3 separate regions of the Zea mays genome follow, and all the other regions are linked to region 1. Evidence: chromatin contacts called from public Hi-C data. All regions are on one chromosome and are shown on one strand. The core of a region is the stretch at or near the end of the contact, and the rest is flanking DNA. Distances in the headings are between cores, read along the strand shown.

The links. A called contact is a pair of places that touch in the nucleus more often than the background predicts.
Region 2: a Hi-C map of leaf shows a contact between it and region 1, with 9 times the contacts expected there. The contact joins the promoter of LOC103638587 here to the promoter of LOC109942200 in region 1. A contact is called at or near these places in 14 of 25 Hi-C or Micro-C datasets (bundle sheath, ear, endosperm and 5 more).
Region 3: a contact with region 1 is called in a Hi-C map of leaf, with 5 times the contacts expected there. The contact joins the enhancer-like site here to the promoter of LOC109942200 in region 1. A contact is called at or near these places in 2 of 25 Hi-C or Micro-C datasets (ear and leaf).

The regions. Positions count from the first base shown.
Region 1 is chr9:79,525,273-79,528,315 of Zm-B73-REFERENCE-NAM-5.0, forward strand. It overlaps LOC109942200, which reads right to left and starts at 1,509. Exons shown (of 5, transcript XM_035962834.1): 1 at 1,272-1,509; 2 at 162-345. The coding sequence starts at 1,509.
Region 2 is chr9:79,774,948-79,777,990 of Zm-B73-REFERENCE-NAM-5.0, forward strand. LOC103638587 (ABC transporter G family member 42) reads left to right here and starts at 1,462. Exons shown (of 21, transcript XM_008661458.3): 1 at 1,462-2,369. The coding sequence starts at 1,954.
Region 3 is chr9:79,717,601-79,720,643 of Zm-B73-REFERENCE-NAM-5.0, forward strand. No RefSeq gene overlaps it. Among protein-coding and RNA genes, the nearest start is that of LOC103638587, 57 kb to the right of the region's middle. Within about 2 kb of position 1,446, at least 9 of the 20 cell types and tissues checked have an H3K27ac peak or open chromatin away from gene starts, as enhancers often do. A contact at or near this core is called in leaf, where this site is marked.

The DNA.
Region 1 (3,043 bases), core at 259-2,758:
GTGTGCAGCAAGCAAGTAACCTAGCTACCAACCAAATCTGGGGGAGGCTTGACTCGCGAGGGGATTGTCGCAACCCGCACAAACCTTGCCGAGATCAACAGGAGCAGGGAAGGGGGCGCAGCAAGACACAACAAGATGGGATCCAGAGCAGGAGAGCTGACCTTGTCGAGGGAAAGGGGATAGCGTCGGAGAATATGTTGGAGAGGCGGCAGAGGTGCTCGTGGAGATGGCAGCTGAGGAGATGCGGCAGCGGAGGTGCTCGCGGAGATGGCGGCTGAGGAGACGCGGCGACGGAGGTGCTCGTGGAGATGGTGGCCGAGGAGACGCACGTGGGGAGGGAGAATCACCTGGCCTCCCAAGGACAAGGTTCTTTCCTAGTGTAAAATAGGGTTTCTTGGACGAATCTCCGTCCGATTGTGGGCTGCCAAATGACATAAATGAAAAACCCATGGACAATCTTCGTGTGGGCTTTCTTCCGGTGGAAAAGGCCGGAAAATCAGCTAGGTTTTGGTCTGCCAAACCAGACCTTAGAAAAATGGGGTTCCCAAACTAGCCCTTAGGGATAAATACAGTTGGTAAACACTAAAACTATTATCGATTTCATAGCTTTTCTTGGAAACAATTGATAATGATAACTCCATAGATGAAAATAACATTAGTAATTCAAAAACATTGAAAACGAATCGAAAACGAAAGTTCGATACGGAAAATACACTGGTCACGACAGAAATCTAAATACGATCGTAAAAAACCACAACATATATATAACACCCTGAATTTGGGGTATAAAATTTCTTCTCCAATATTCACCAAATTCAGGCGTTACTCTCATTTTCTCTCTCTCTGTTCTGCTCCTTCTTCCTATTTTCAAAGCAATATAGAGATTGGTGTCCATGCTACGTGTATGAAAAACCCTAAGTTGATATTGTTGTTGCATCATGCCGGAGCATATTTATTTCTATCCAATGTCATGTCTAAGCGTGCATTCATTTAATTTAGGATTTTTATTCAAGGAATGGATTTGATTAGAAAGCAAGCAAGATCGATTAGAGAAGCAGCCCCAGCCCTAGTGCACGCCCAGCCGCCCCTCCCCCCATGCACGCCCAAACCGCCCCCACCTCCCCTCTCCCGCACAACCATGATCTAGGAAGAGAGAAACTGCCCTCTCCCTCTTCCTCCTCTCTCCCACTCTCTCCCTACCATCGTTTGGATCACCGAAGCTGTGGTTGCTGCCGTTCATCGAGCCCTTGGTATGCCCCTCCCTCTCCTACCTCCTCCTCTCTCTGCCTGCGCGCGCCCTCCCCTGCCCGCGGCGCCCCCTGGCCATGGAAGCCCCTCCCCGGCCCGCCCTCCCCCATGCAACCTGGCCCCCAGCGCGTCGCCCCTTCCCCTGCACAGCCCAGCCCTCGGTGCGGTGGCTCTTCCTCGCGCGGCTCGACCCCGGTCCGGCGTGCCCGGCCCTCGGCGCGGCGGCCCCATCCCCCCCTCCAGCGCGGTGCCCAGCCCCATGCGCGCATCCCCTGCTTGGCCCGGCCCCTGCGCGTAGCCTTGTCGCGGCTATGGCGCGGCCTCGGCGCGTAGCCCTAGCTCGTGTGCCTTCGGCACGCTTCGGTTCGTCGTTCGGTGCTTCACGCGCGTCGTTGCATTTTAAATTTCATTTGAGTCATGCATCGTGTCGCGCGCTTCGCCGCTCGACGACCCTTTTTAATTCACCTAGAATCTCGTATAATAGTTAAAGTGCATAGAGTAACGACGATTAATCGAGTATCGAACTAATTAGGATCTAGCACTAATTTTATGTGCAGGTCGTATGAACACCAATTAATATAATTATGTTGAGATAAATATTTTAGTCCACAACTGCTTAACGTAATCGCTGTCTCTCAGTCGTAGCTTCGACCGGCGTAGTTTCTTTTCTCGCATAGTCGTAAATGCGAGCCCTGCGCCACATGTCTGTTTAATTGATCTGTTTTGTTGTATGGTGTATTGTTTCCCTCTACGTTAAGAATGTGGAATGTATGTTTGCACTCATATAGATAACGGTCCGTTGGTGGAGTCTGAGGAAGTTGCAGGAGAAGACCATGAGTAGCAGCTGGTTGGTGAAGTCAAGTGTCCTCTGACCTATTTACACAATTTATACCTAAGAATTTACTAGTCCTCTGTTTATCCTGTCCTTGATCACCTATTTGGGTTGGATTATTTCTGGATTAGCTCTATGCTAGCTGTTGGTCCTTGTTCTCAGATGCTAAATACCAAGAACAAAGCAACACAACTGTTAACGATTAGAGACCTTCGTCCTTCGAAGCATTATCCCCCTTAGGATATAATGATCTTCAGACGAAGGTCATGAAGGACATACCTTCATCATTTCAGTAAGCAAGAATATAAACAGAGACATATGAAACACAAAGGGAATATGAATAATCATTTCAAATCATTAGACTATTCATATTCTTATTTTATATAAACATGAATAAACATCAATGATATTTATATTACATTTGTACCTTCGGCTTGACAGAAGGTGAAAAAGCGGGAGTGACGTGAGAGTGATTACAAGTCAGCGTGAACAGTACAAGGGTATTGTTCATCTATTTATAGGCACATGACACAGCCCAGACAAAATTACATCCATGACCCTGATGGCTAATTACAATTACAATACAAATTATCGAGGGCTATACAGTCTTTTCCTCTTTAAGTCGGTAACGTCCTTCGTCTTTAGCGTGTCACCATGCCAAAGCTCCTTCAATGGTAGCTTCGGCTTACACCTTCATGTCACACCTGCTTGTGTATTGTTCTATCGAAGGTGTTTTTGCTTAGAGGACCTTCGGCGGAGAAGAAGGCCCCCAATAGTGGCCCCTTCGCGGTGCTAGATCGTTTTTTGTAACGAGCTCGATCCACGAAAAACACGAAGGCTTCGGAATGCCGAAGGTCCGAAAAACACCTTCCCTGAGCTCGTTGCAGAGAAATGATTATAATATTCCAGGCATCGGACGGTCCACCGTTCAGCGAGTGCGAGCGGCCTGGCGGTTCACCTTCC
Region 2 (3,043 bases), core at 212-2,711, 250 kb after region 1:
GTAGGGATGAAAACGGAAACGGTATTTTTCGGATACCGGAAATCGTTTTCGAAATTTTACCGAAATTTAGGTTTAAACGGAAACGGAAACGGTTACCGAAAATATGGAAACGGAATCGGTAGAAAAACTCGGAAACGAAAACGGTTTGGGTCTGTTCCGACCGTTTCCGGAAATTACCGTTTTTATTCGGTATTTTACCGTCGGTAATAAATTCGGTATTTTTCAGAAAAAATATTAAATCTGAACTGATCTTTATAAATTCATAATAAATTCATCTTAGCTTAGAAAAATATAAAAATAATTTTATTATTTTTCTAAAATCAAGATTTATCTAATGATATATAGTTTAGAATCGTTTGAAACTTTTATAAATCTTATTTATTTTTTCTTACCTCTTATTACTCTTGATACATATATTCATAATTTGAATGAGAACTTAAGAAGTACCAAGAGGACACTAATTATATTGACTATACCAAGTAGTAGGTGTATAAATAGAATGTAAGTGCCATATCATTATACACATCTTGATTCTACTTTATTTAAATACATAATAATGATTTTATTGTTTTATGATTTCTTACTTTATATATTTATTGTGGCCTGCTACCTTATATATTATTATTAATTTTATATAAATGTATGACTTACGTGAATTTTTGAAGTCAATTGAGGGTACAAGTTACAGTTTTTATCGATCGAATTTTTAGATTTCGATCGTAACCGGTGTAATTTTCGTACCGAACTTTCGTTTCCTATGTTTCCGAATTACCGATATCGTTTTCGTTTCTAGAGTTACCGTTTTTTATCTCGTTTCCGAGGAAAAATATGAAAACGAAAATGGTTTTTGTGTTTACCAATCGTTTCCGACCGTTTTCACCATCATAAGTAACTCGCCAAAACTGCAATGGCCGGCCATCGAGTAGCGAGGCCGATGCGTCATGAAACACACGGCCTGCCCACACCACACAGAACGAAATGAGAGGCAGCCATGTGCGCCAAAACCTGACACGTAACCACTGAACTGCTGGGAAGTCGGAATGCAGACGAAGTGACTAGCTAGACCGCTAGAAGTGGAACGGTACGGCACTCCTCCTACCGTACGTGTAGCAGCGGCTAGATCGGCTGGCCGGCCACCAGCGCTCCCGCAACACATCACTCAACAGTCAACGCATGAACACAACACAGCGCAAAAATGCGCTGCCATCTGGTTCTGATCTGCCGATATGATGCAGCCACGTCCACGGACGACGCATCCGCCGCCCTCACCGCTCACGCTCAGCAGCGGCTGTGTGTGTCCACCTACCGCGTGGGGCGCTCAGCACTCAGCACTCAGCACCGGCCGGGGCTGTGTCCACCCACCGCGGTCGACTCGGGTCAACCGCGTGCAGCGCCGCTAAAATGCCCCCGCGAGTCGTCCTCCGGTCCCTGCTTCCTTGCGAAAGCCAAAAGGGCTTCGCCGCCGCCCCCCAGTCCCCACCAACCCAACCAGAGCACAGCGTAGCTCCTAGACGCGACCTAGGCCTGGTAAAAACAATTGGAAATTTCAGTTGGCCATTTCCCCGCCCCGCGCGCCACCCGCAGCAGCGCATATATATAAACTCCACCTCCGGGCTCACTCCTCTCACCCCCCTCTCTCCTCCCTTCCAATCCAGGCTACTCATGCAGCTCGCACGCCGCCACCACCACCAACTGCCGCACTGACGTGCATGCATGCGCAGAAGGAGCCAGCGCCCGGCCTGCGGCCTTGCCTGAGAGGAGCTCCGTCCTAGCACGGCAACACCAGGCGTCTAGCGCGCGGACGCAGTACGTCTGAGCAAGGCAAGAGCGGCGTGACGACCACCTGCCGGGAGCCGGGTGCTGCCTGCCCGGCCTGGACCGATCAAGCGACACCGGCCGGTAGACAAGAGACAGGCGCGCACATATATAGACACACACACAGTCACACACGCGATGGAGAGCGCGATGGAGAAGGTGTGGGAGTCGGGGCGGCGGATGAGCCGGAGCATCGGCCGCGGCATGGGCATGGAGGCGTGGGGCGTCGACGACGTCTTCATGCCGCAGCACGGCTCCCGGTCCCGGACAAGCAGCCGCGGCGGCCGCGTCGACGACGACGAGGAGGCGCTGCGATGGGCCGCCATCGAGCGCCTCCCCACCTACAGCCGCGTGCGCACCGCCATCCTGTCGGAGGCCGCCGCCGTGGGCGGGGTTAACGACGACGACGACGGCGGCAAGCAGCAGCGGTTCAAGGAGGTGGACGTGAGGAAGCTCGGCGTTGGCGAGCGCCAGGAGTTCATCGAGCGCGTCTTCCGCGTCGCCGAGGAGGACAACCAGCGGTTCCTCCAGAAGCTCCGCAACCGCATCGACAGGTGCGCAACAAACACGCTCGCCGCGCGCCTGCTTCTGTTTGTTTTCTTTAATTTGCCCAGTGCTAGCTCCGGCCGACACACACACACAAAAGAGGCAGGGTGAGAGATGAATCTGCATGCTGGTTTCTGTGGCCGGAAGCACAAGCGTTATCGCTTTATCTTAGCTTCAGGAGGTGCCCAAACAATTGATTCCAGACGAAACTTCAGCTTCTAGTACTTCCAAAAGTGTAGGACATATCGTCATATCGAGCACCTTTGCAAACGTGCACAAAACCAGGAACATGTACAAATTTTCGGATACAAGAAATGAACACAATTTTCGTTTTTTTTTTCAAACTACTTTTGACCATGTTTTGAGAAAGAAACTACCTTTTTCTTTTCTTATGTTTTTCCCTCAGCTCGCGTCGATTGTTGGCTAGCTAGCTAGAATACGGTTCCCTGCTTCGAATCCCCATCATAATACAGGCCTCTGAATATGACTTTGATCGGTTGACTGATAGGGGTCACTCCAAGAGCAGATGAACCTGTCTTTCCTGCCCCCCATTATCCATAGTGTTTCCCTTGCAAATTTTTGAGGGTGCGTGCGTCATGAGAGGCCATTGCAGTTGAACAAATCCATTTGAAGTTCACACATCGAACCCCAGAGATGAGCAGCTAACTTACTCCAACAGGAA
Region 3 (3,043 bases), core at 196-2,695, 190 kb after region 1:
AGTTCCTTTCATCGTCTCTGTTATGCATGATTTTATTATGTAATCATTTCTTGTACCTTGAGAAGAATCACTAGAATAAAAGCGTTAAGTGGTCCTCTCGAATGTCATGTACCCTATCTGGTGACATGCCCGGTAGTACACGAGACATGTCTAGTGAGTAGTTGGCCTTTCAGACACAATTTACATCCACTCTAAGCTCTTTGTTGGGTCCCATGTATGGTGATACACTGGACACGTCCGGTGAATACAAGTGTCTTAGGCCACTTCTTCAAGCTCTCTAAGTGTTGTGTCCGGTGCACCGTATCTAGTGTGCACCAGACATGATGGTACTATGCTCAAACATAACAAGACACAATTCTGTCCAGTGCACAGTAGTGCACACCAAACATGTTCGATGCTATCGCAGCATTGTTGATTCACTTGTTTCGGTCTTTTTTTAGTTGGATTGTGTTTCAAACTTCTCGTGATCTCTCTTTGGTTTACCTAGCACTGGGTTTCATAAGCGTGCACCATCATACCTAACTAGACTTGTCTAGGTTAAGCTACTCGATTTGTGTCCCCCTTTATAGAATGATTTAAATAAAAAATAAGGTTATATAATACTTTAAATTTCCAACAACTCTAAACACTTAGAACTAACTGAGCCTTAACCTTCTCGATCATCCTTTAAAAATTGACCATTGAGTTCCATTAATCATTTTTCGTTATTGTGATCTAAGCTACCTTGTTTCTACAAAACGCACGTTACGAATCAATTTGATTAATGATTTTGAAATAATAAAACATTTTATACAAAAATATATAAAGAAAAGATGTTTAAAACGCCAAATAAACTAGATTTATTATGCCACCTATTTTAATAATATTTCTGTTTGGCGTTATCATAAATATTAGTATTTTTCCTATACATTTAGTCATACTTAAAACTTAATTGTAGCTCGATTTAAAACAAACCTATCTATCTCTTATTTTAAATTTAACGGATCGCCTTCCCTATTTTACGCGAACCACAGTCTAACCGGGAGAGTTTACCCGGTCCATTTCGTTCATCCGTTACAAATGTTGGCTGACAGCTGTATAAATCCATCAGCTTTCACAGTCACAGTCACAGTCAGGACGTTTACCTGGTCAAGAATACGAACGCCAGAACACGTATGAAAGAACACCCCCAATCATATACATGTACATGCCGCCGGCTGGCGGGCCTTAATAATTCTGTAAAAATGTTTAACATAATTGGCCGTAAAAAAATTTCACTGGCAGATAGCTAGGGTGGCGATCGAGTGTGATGATTTGTGTGCTCAGCTGGCAAGTTGCGAGTGCTCAGCGTCTACTACGATCCACGACGCATGTACGTATCCCGGTGGATCTATCCCATGCAATGCAAATGCAATGCCAACGCACTGGTCGCGCTAGTACGTGCCACTTTATTATTTATTTTGAGACCGGCCCGGTCAAGCATATGTGTGGCGCTTGTAGAAGGCTGCTTGCCTGCTCTGCTTGTCATCATCACACACGGTTGAGAGCTGTCGACTTGAGATGAATCTTCTACTAACAAGCTAGTGTAGTGTAGTGTTGCGTTGATTGAGAAAAACGAACCTGATCTATTCACTAAAACGGCCACACATTATTGTCGCTTCGTCGGGCAATCATATCGGATGTTTACGGCGGTCGAGGTACAATGCATGGCTATATATGCACAAAAACAAAAAAAAAAACTGATGAGCCGGCCAGCAGCATCGTCATCCGTATCCATGCAATTAATCATACTGCCAGAAACGTGAAGACACAGCAGGACTTGCACATTCTTTGACTGATTTGTTTTAAGCCGATGCGTCTTCGTAAGTAGTATCTCGGTTAGTTGTCCTTCAGTGGTTATTGTCAGGCGCCCAACCAACAGGATGGCAGGAGATGCGGCGTCACCTGGTTGCTGCTTCTTCGCCTCTTCTTTTTGCCCAAGTTTCTTGGTCACTTTAGCTCACTTTTGGACTACTGCGAAATTTACCCGGCCGGTTCTGCGTATACACCACAGGGTCGTGATACTTTTTTTACTTTCAGGTCGCACTTGCATGGTTCCTCCGGAAGCAGATTTATAGTCTTAAAGTTACGTTTGGTAAAGGTGTGGAAGGAGTAGACGTACTGATTGGTGCGCCGCTTGTACTTGTGATCTTCTGAACCAGACAGAGTTCAGTCCACCTACCACGGTATGTGTGGTGGGAATACTCATTCGCAACAAGGGGAACAGGTAACTTGTTTCTGATTTAGTATTGCCGTGTGAAAGGTTGGAACAAAAGTATGTGCGTATCAGTGTATGTGGAGACCGTGTCTTAGGTGAGGACAAGAAAATAGTTTTAAAAGATTTTCCAATTGCTCAAGAATAAAACTTCACATATCCCTAGCTAGTGCATGGCTACATATACTTTTTCCGCATAAGGGTCCATTCGTTTTCTCTTCAATCTATGTGGATTGAAGATGATTAGATGGGTTTCAATCCATAGCAAGTTAAAATCTCTGCTAATTTTTTTTTCAATTTCATTCAATTCATGTGATACAGGAATAACTTAGGCAACAAAAATATTTACATTTTTTATCGGTTGTTAGACCCACGAAAATAGTTGTCTTTATTTTTGCTGGCCACGTGGCCGACAAAAATAAATAGCCACCTGGAAGCTAATTTCGTCGACCATAGAGTCGACGAAATAACATGGTCGATGGCATATAATTTGCCGGACCGACAAAATTAACCTTTTCCAAGGTTTCTTGCCTTTGGTCCAGATTTAGAATTTAATCCATATGTCAGCGGGTTTTTCGAGATCGACTCAGTCTGGAAAGAAAATACTTACAGTTGTAGAAGGATGCCATGCATAATAGGCCCGTGGAGCTCCCTCATTGTAAATCTCACCCCTCGGCATCAAACCAACCGGGCTAAGATTTCTTCTTCAGTGATGACTCGGTCAACTTACGTGTACGATCTTTAGCTCTAACAAACAAGTAGGTTGGATAAACTCGGTCCTTCAGAGATTGAATATTGCGAAAAATAAAG